Regions from separate parts of the Sus scrofa genome. Here region 1 is linked to region 2. A link is a contact called in public Hi-C data. All regions are on one chromosome and are shown on one strand. The core of a region is the stretch at or near the end of the contact, and the rest is flanking DNA. Distances in the headings are between cores, read along the strand shown. Region 1 has its middle 15 kb from the start of ANKRD28. Region 2 holds the start of METTL6 (methyltransferase like 6).

The links. A called contact is a pair of places that touch in the nucleus more often than the background predicts.
Region 1: a contact with region 2 is called in a Hi-C map of embryonic fibroblasts, with 6 times the contacts expected there. The contact joins the enhancer-like site here to the promoter of METTL6 in region 2. A contact is called at or near these places in 2 of 5 promoter capture datasets (fetal skeletal muscle and liver), 2 of 47 Hi-C or Micro-C datasets (both in embryonic fibroblasts) and 2 of 2 datasets of contacts at active chromatin or transcription factors (alveolar macrophages and skeletal muscle).

Annotation. Positions count from the first base shown.
Region 1 is chr13:3,070,677-3,074,099 of Sscrofa11.1, forward strand. It overlaps a transcript of ANKRD28 not described here. Among named protein-coding and RNA genes, the nearest start is that of ANKRD28, 15 kb to the left of the region's middle. Within about 2 kb of position 1,310, at least 12 of the 83 cell types and tissues checked have an H3K27ac peak or open chromatin away from gene starts, as enhancers often do. A contact at or near this core is called in alveolar macrophages and embryonic fibroblasts, where this site is marked.
Region 2 is chr13:2,652,355-2,656,083 of Sscrofa11.1, forward strand. METTL6 (methyltransferase like 6) reads right to left here and starts at 2,475. Exons shown (of 5, transcript NM_001206446.1): 1 at 1,261-2,475; 2 at 167-301. The coding sequence starts at 1,485. EAF1 (ELL associated factor 1) reads left to right here and starts at 2,475. Exons shown (of 6, transcript NM_001206456.1): 1 at 2,475-2,844. The coding sequence starts at 2,475.

The sequences.
Region 1 (3,423 bases), core at 60-2,559, 420 kb after region 2:
GGCTCAGATCTGGTATCGCCATGGCTGTGGCACAGGCCACAGCTGCGGTTTCGATTCAATCCCAGGTCTGGGAATTTCCATATGTCATGCGTCCATAAAAAGGAGAAGGAGGGAGGAAGAGTTCCTGCTGTGCAAAGTGATTAAGAATCCAATTGTGGGACGGGTTGCTGCAGAGGTGCAGGTTCAATCCCCAGCCTGGTGCAGTGGGTTGAAGGATCTAGTGATGCCACAGTTGTGGCAGAAGTCACATCTGCAGCTCAGATTCAATCCCTGGCCCAGGAACTTCCATATGCTCTGGAGAATGTTTTCATAGGTATGAAGACTAGAAACATTTTCCTAGGATATAATGGCTGTGAGCAAAGGGACAGCTAGCTATACTTGAGAAGTCCTGTGGAGAAGCACGTACTTATGAAAACAGTGAGTTTCAGTGAAGACAGGAAATGGAATGGGCTTTCTGGGAAGAGAGTAGATTCAAGAGTTATAAATGAGAACTTAAGATCTAAGTCAATATTGAAATGACTGTTTTCAGACTTCAGTCTTAAAAAACAAAAAACTGTTTCCTTTGAAAAGTATGAAAGCAAATTTTAACAAACTGAACATAACAATATGGGTAGTTTCTTAGAATATACCCAGTATATCAAAACTAAGGGGGGGGGGGCCCTACCTCATTATAAAATATGTACTACTGTATTTAGACAGTATTTTTTAAGGTTAGACTATTTTCTTCATAAAAAGGTATTTATAATTCAGACTAAAGGCCAGAATGAATTAAAGTTTTTTACATTGTATTACCTGTAAAAATATCCTACTTGATCACCTATTAGTACAATTTGGGGCTGGAATTTATGCTAACCAGCAGCATGTCTGCCATGTAACTTATGTTTACCAGGCCCATGAGAAACACATTCTCTGACATATCATTGCATTATTATTTATGTAATGAATAATCTTTTAGCAACTGTCTCAAAGACAACTTAGGCTGAATACTACAAAGTAGTAGTGTATACGATTCATATTTTAAACAGGCTGAATTTCTGCTTTCCTTTAAAAAAAACTGAGGAAAGGTTATTTGCAATTCATTCTGGTTTCTACAATGGAGTGACACTGAGATAAATATAGTATCAAGTTACTGTACTTTAAAAACCAAAGGAAGAAAAATTTCAATTTAAAAATAAGTTGCTATGGTTACTCAATGTTTACCTTTATAAGCAATAATTACATGAGCCATCCACGGAATTCCCACAAGGGCAGTAAGATCAGTAGCTGAAGTGCACATGAATTATTTCAAACACCAATTGGGACTGCATACGCCAAACTTCCACCTCAAAGTAGCTACCGTTGGGAAATACTAAAGATGATGATTCACATTCTTCTAAACCATAGAAGGGTGGAGACAAAAATACTGAAAGTAACTATTTTCAAATCCAAGTGATGACTCAGATAGTTTACAACATTTTTCATATTCTTTAGTTTCCTCTATTAAAGAGTGCTATCTAAAATTTTATAAAGAAGTTTCTATTGTTGAAAGAAGGAAAGGGTGTTTCTAATGTGTCTCAGTCATGGAATTTTTCTGCATAAATAGATTTTCATGCCCTCGATAAACATGTACAAAGTCATGCTTATAACCTAATGTTATTTCAGAATAAAACAATGTCAATTCCTTTAAAGGTAGTCAATTTTTAACTTTGTAAGTGGAAAGAAGAGGGTCCCTGTCAGAATTGATAACAAGCTCATTCTTAAATAACTGGGTAGTTAAACGTGCTATCAGTTATTGTATGACAGAAATGTTTCTTTGGCCATGCCTCTGGCATACAGAAGTTCCCAGGCCAGGGATCAAACCCACACCACAGTTGCAGCCTGTGCCACAGCTGTGACAATGCTGGATCCTTAACCTGCTGTGCCACAGGGAATGTCCAATGACAGAAATTCTTTAGTCTGTTTTGTTCACAATGAAAACATTCAGTAATATAAGAATATCTATGAAACTTTGACTGCAATATAATTTTAATGTGACCTCACAATTACCAGGTTCATCATTACATCTAAATTGGCCTACCACCAAAAATATCTACTCTTCTGTGCAACAGACTAACAAATATGTTTGTTCTTTAATATTAGGGCTATCCTAAACTAAAATAGTATGTCACATCAAACTGGGTCAAACAATATCTTTACTGTTTTTTTATTGATATCTTATTATCATCATGAACAAAAAGTAGTAAAATAAGGTAGTTCCAAGGTGACTGATCTTTACTCAACACCATCAGGTAGAACACCTGAGCTCTTTCCAGCTCTTCTGTCAGACTCAACATGGACCTTTGCATATTTCCCTTTGTAGTCACTGCAAGGCATCATATCAGACACATACTGCTATCCAAGAGAAGGGGGAGTTTCCTTCTGTGTCTACCTTTTCAGATACAAAGAAGACTTCACAGAAGCTACCTAAACTGACTTCCCCCAAAATATGACCAGACTTGGCCAATCACATGTCCCTTTCTAAACAAATCATGACCAGGCAAAGAAGGATTACTCTGATTAGCTTACACTATTAGGGATTTCTCCAAGTCACATAAGCCAGGGGCAACCAAACAAAACTGGGACATGCAAGGAAGGAAGTGGGTAATGGCCAGTGAGTAGGCAACTAACAGTATATTATTTACTATATAGAAAGATTAAATCTTGGCATTTTATTTCAATAGTTTAATTTTACCACCATTATGAGATACTCTGAGGGCTCTGGAGATTTATTTTTAAAAGGGAGAAAAAACTAATCATCAATAATTTGTTTTGGGAAGGACCAAAGGCAATCATTTCACAAATGCTACTGAGAAAAGAAAACAGTACACTTTAGAATATGAACCTATATAATTACACTTTAATTTTAACCAATTAAAATCAAAGTTTTATATCAAAAATGTTTCCTATTAATCTCGCTTTTCTCCTTTATGAAAAGTAAATCTAATTACTAGACATAGGGTCAAACCGCATCTAGAGTAATGAAACCGAAACACATTCAAAGATGGCAGCCAGAATGATCGTGGATTTAAAAACCACATCCTAAGTGTCAGTAGAGCTAAAGATGTTTCATCTGAAAAGGAGCCAAGGAGAATATGATAGCTGTAAAACATCTGAAGTGCTATCATTGTGAAGAGATTTCAAATTGCACAGTTCTAGAAGTAAGAACTAGAATCAAGCAGGGAGATAAAATCTAGCTCAATGTAAGATAGTACTTTTTTACCTAGCATTATTTTATCTGAAGATGGAACAGGCTGGCCATTCATACTGGGCAGGGATGAACATCCCAGGTCACCTGAATACCTATGATGGTTCTAGGCACTTAATGGGTACTTAATTTGTGACAACATGCCTGCAAAATAGACCCCATTGCCCAGATAAATTCTGAGGCAGACAAGTTAAAACTCG
Region 2 (3,729 bases), core at 1,225-3,724:
TTCTACATGTATTATATATGCATGTAAACCGGAAAACTATATTCACAGGGATCAGAGGTGATTAACTACGGGGAGAGGACTGGAACTGGGCAAACGGGTGTAGAAGGCAGGTCCAACAAGTCTAAGAAAACAGAAATATAACAGAATACATAGATGCTGCACCAACCTTGACATATTCAACTGCTCTTGGAGAAAAATCACAGGCATAGGCAAAGATATTCGGATCTTCTTCTAAAAGTGGGAACAAACAGTTGCCAACCCCACAGCCAGCTTCAAGCATAGTCAATTTTTGATCTTCAAACTGAGGAAAGAGAATCCAGATTTACAGTACACTACACCTGCACACTGAAGAAACAAACTAAAAGGTCTAAAACACAGACAAAGTTTCCGTCGTCGTGGAGTCGTGATAAGTGAAAGCTAATACCGATACCTCATTTGTTGTCCAATATTGGGCAGTTTGGTATGGAGAAGACACATTATATTAGTAACAGAACATGCTCTGAAATTAAACCACCCACACTCAGATCTGGCCTCCTCCCCTTGCCTGGTGTTCTACTGCTGGACAAATCACTTAAATAGCTCTGTGCCTCAAAATCATCAGCAAGAGGGGATAATACTAATAAAAACTTCACAGTGTTATCACCAGCTTTCAATTACAGAACACAGGTAAAGTTCTAGAAAAGGGCTGTGGCAAAATGTTCATCATCATTATTATTTTGAAGCTATCATTGAAACCATTTGGTATGAATTTAATATTTACCACTTTGGGATTAACTTTAAAGAAACAGAAAATGCCCACTAAAGCCCAGGAACTGCTAAAACTCCTTGAGATAAAAAGTGTATTTCTTTTTCTTTTTTGTCTTTTTGCCATTTCTTGGGCTGCTCCTGAGGCATATGGAGGTTCCCAGGCTAGGGGTCGAATCGGAGCTGTAGCCACCGGCCTACGCCAGAGCCACAGCAATGTGGGATCCGAGCCGCGTCTGCGACCTACACCACAGCTCACGGCAACGCCGGATCGTTAACCCACTGAGCAAGGGCAGGTATCGAACCCGCAACCTCATGGTTTCTCATGGATTCGTTAACCACTGCGCCACGACGGGAACTCCAACAGTGTATTTCTAAGGTACAAAAACTTATGAAGCGTTTTGACAGGCTTCATATATTCTCTACCTCACACTGCCCGTGAGAATGCAATAAAACACCCCTCTTCCACACATTCTTAATGAAAGACAGTTCAAATAAGGCGTAATATTAGTTTACCTCTCTACAAGATCTGAGCTCCTCAAACTCTCTGGTGGTCCAGTGTCTATCTTTGAAGAAATTAGTGCTATTTCTTTTGTAAAAAAGGTCCCAGTTTTTCTGAGCCTCTTTTTCCAGTTTTTGCTGTTTAAAATCAGACACTAAAGCCTGGTCTCTTTTCAGTTTTTCCTCTTCTTCAGAGCTGAGAACCCTTGCCTGCAGCCCTTTCCTTTGCAAAGAAGCCATCTCCTAAGTTGATGGTAATATATTTAACACTGCTGGATATTCTCCCTTCGCGAATAACCCGAGAAATTCAAGCAGATACTACACAGGCAGAGTTTTCTCAGATGCGGCCCCTCTCTTTGGGTTCAGGCCTCAGGCAACGTCGGGTGTTTTGCAGGAAAAAAGAATGAGATTCTGGTTGGGGGTTCTGGAACAGTTTTAAAGATGCTGAGTTAGTGGTTCTAACACAGTTTTTTCACCAAACAGTTCAATTCACCAAATGTTTACTAGTGGCCGACCCTACACAAAACCCTGCCCCGCTATAAGAAAAGAGGTCATAAAGAAGACCCAGACACTGCCCTTGCCTACAGAGGGCTGACATTCAGCTGCCAGGGCGCTCTCACGCATAGAACTCTAATTCAAACCTGAATAAGTCAACTATTATAATAAATCGCTTTAGTTTAGAACAGAGTCACTCCCAAGAACTAAGAAACCTTTGGGGGAAGATACTCGTCAATGTTCGGTGCCCGTGAAAGGGGCGACTTAACAGCTGCCGGTACTGGAGAAGGGTGGTCAATTCACAGACAGAAGCAGTGTCACCGTTTCCAAGGAACACGGAGCTAAGCCTGGGAGGCCTCAGTCGCAGAGTTTCACGAAGCAGAGGGGCGTCGCTTTCCAGGAACTGAGGCCCTCGCGCAGTCGTCCGCGCAAAGGGAAGGAAGAGACCCAGGGACGCGTGGTGTGGGGTTCCAGGACACCGGGGATAACCTGGCCGCCCGGCCACGAGCACCTGTGAGCGCTTGTGAGGAGCCCTGTTCACCGAGACCGCCGCGCGCCAGCGCCCAGTCTTCAGTTCCTAGGTTCCCCTGGAGGGTGGCGCCGGGCGCGCTAAGCCCTCACCCAGGCCCAACCGCGTGAGTAGAATTTGGGAGCCACCGCGGTAAAACCCAGCGGCTGGACAAACCAGTCTGCAGCACCTCGCATTGGGCTTCTCCCAGCGGAGTCTTTTTGCCATGGCACCGCCCCCGCCACTTCCGCTTCGAGACCGGAAGTCCCTCCCCGGCGCCGGAAGTTCCGCGGCCCCGCTTCCTCACAGTTGTCCCCCGCCCCGACGCGCACGCCAGGACTTATTTCCAGCCGCAGGTGGGCACCGGCTCGGTTCTCCGCTCGCCCCGGGGTGCTGTCCCGGGAGCGCTGCTCCCTCGAACTCAGGCGCCGGCAGCTCCGGCCGCGGGCGCGCCAGGAGGGCGCCGGGGCGGGCGCGCGGCCCGTGCGGGGCCATGAACGGGACGGCCAACCCTCTGCTGGACCGCGAGGAGCACCGCCTGCGGCTTGGGGAGAGCTTCGAGAATCGGCCGCGGGCCTCCTTCCACACCATCCGCTGTGAGTCCGCATCCCGCAGCCGCCACAGGCCGACCTCGATCCCGTAGCCCGGGGAGCCTGCCAGCATCAGTTCCCTTCCTATCTCCCCGGATCCGCAGGGACATTTTGCTTTTTCCCGGTTCACTCTTCCCAAACAAGACTTTTCGTCCCTCCCTCCTGTTCCTCTGCCTCGTGGTCCCAAACACGTCTTCCAAAGACCATTGGCCCCCTTTCCTGCCAGGTCCAGCCCTCCCGCGTGCCGAACCTACCCCTCTTGCTGCCTAAAGGTTGCCGAGTCCACATCAGGGTTCAGCTCGTTTCCCTAGGCCCCCCACTCCACCACGACCCACTAGGGGATCTCCACGATTCAAAGATTTTTCCCGTTTGCTTGGGAGCTGCCTCCACTCTCTCCTATTCCATTTTCTTCTGTTGTCCTCACTTTTCTCGTATGTTTTGGTTCTGGCCGCCCTAACGCCGCGCTTCATCCCCACTGCAAACATCAGAAACCGCATTCCCCTCTGCGCCGCATCAGTCTTCCTCCTCCATCTCTTCGTGCCAGCTTTTCGTCTGCCTTTGAGGTTACCTGGACTACCCCGACTTTTCCTCGGGACCATGTCCCTTGTGGGTGAGGAATAAAATTGGAATTTGTGAGCCAAGAATAAGTTACAGCTTGGTCTATGTTTGGAAGCAGAAGCAGCAGACATAAGGAATGTGAAAATAGTCATTATGCTGGGTCTCCTTTTTCTCCTTGATTACAGACTCTGTTGAGGGAGGGCCCTTCTACTCTGTGTCCTGAGTAAAGACTTGGCTGACTGAGCATCTCTCTGATTCACAAACTCCTGGCTTCCCATCCTGGTAGCCCTAATGCTGGTTAAGACTTGTTTTTCTGAGAGGAACTCTCAGAGG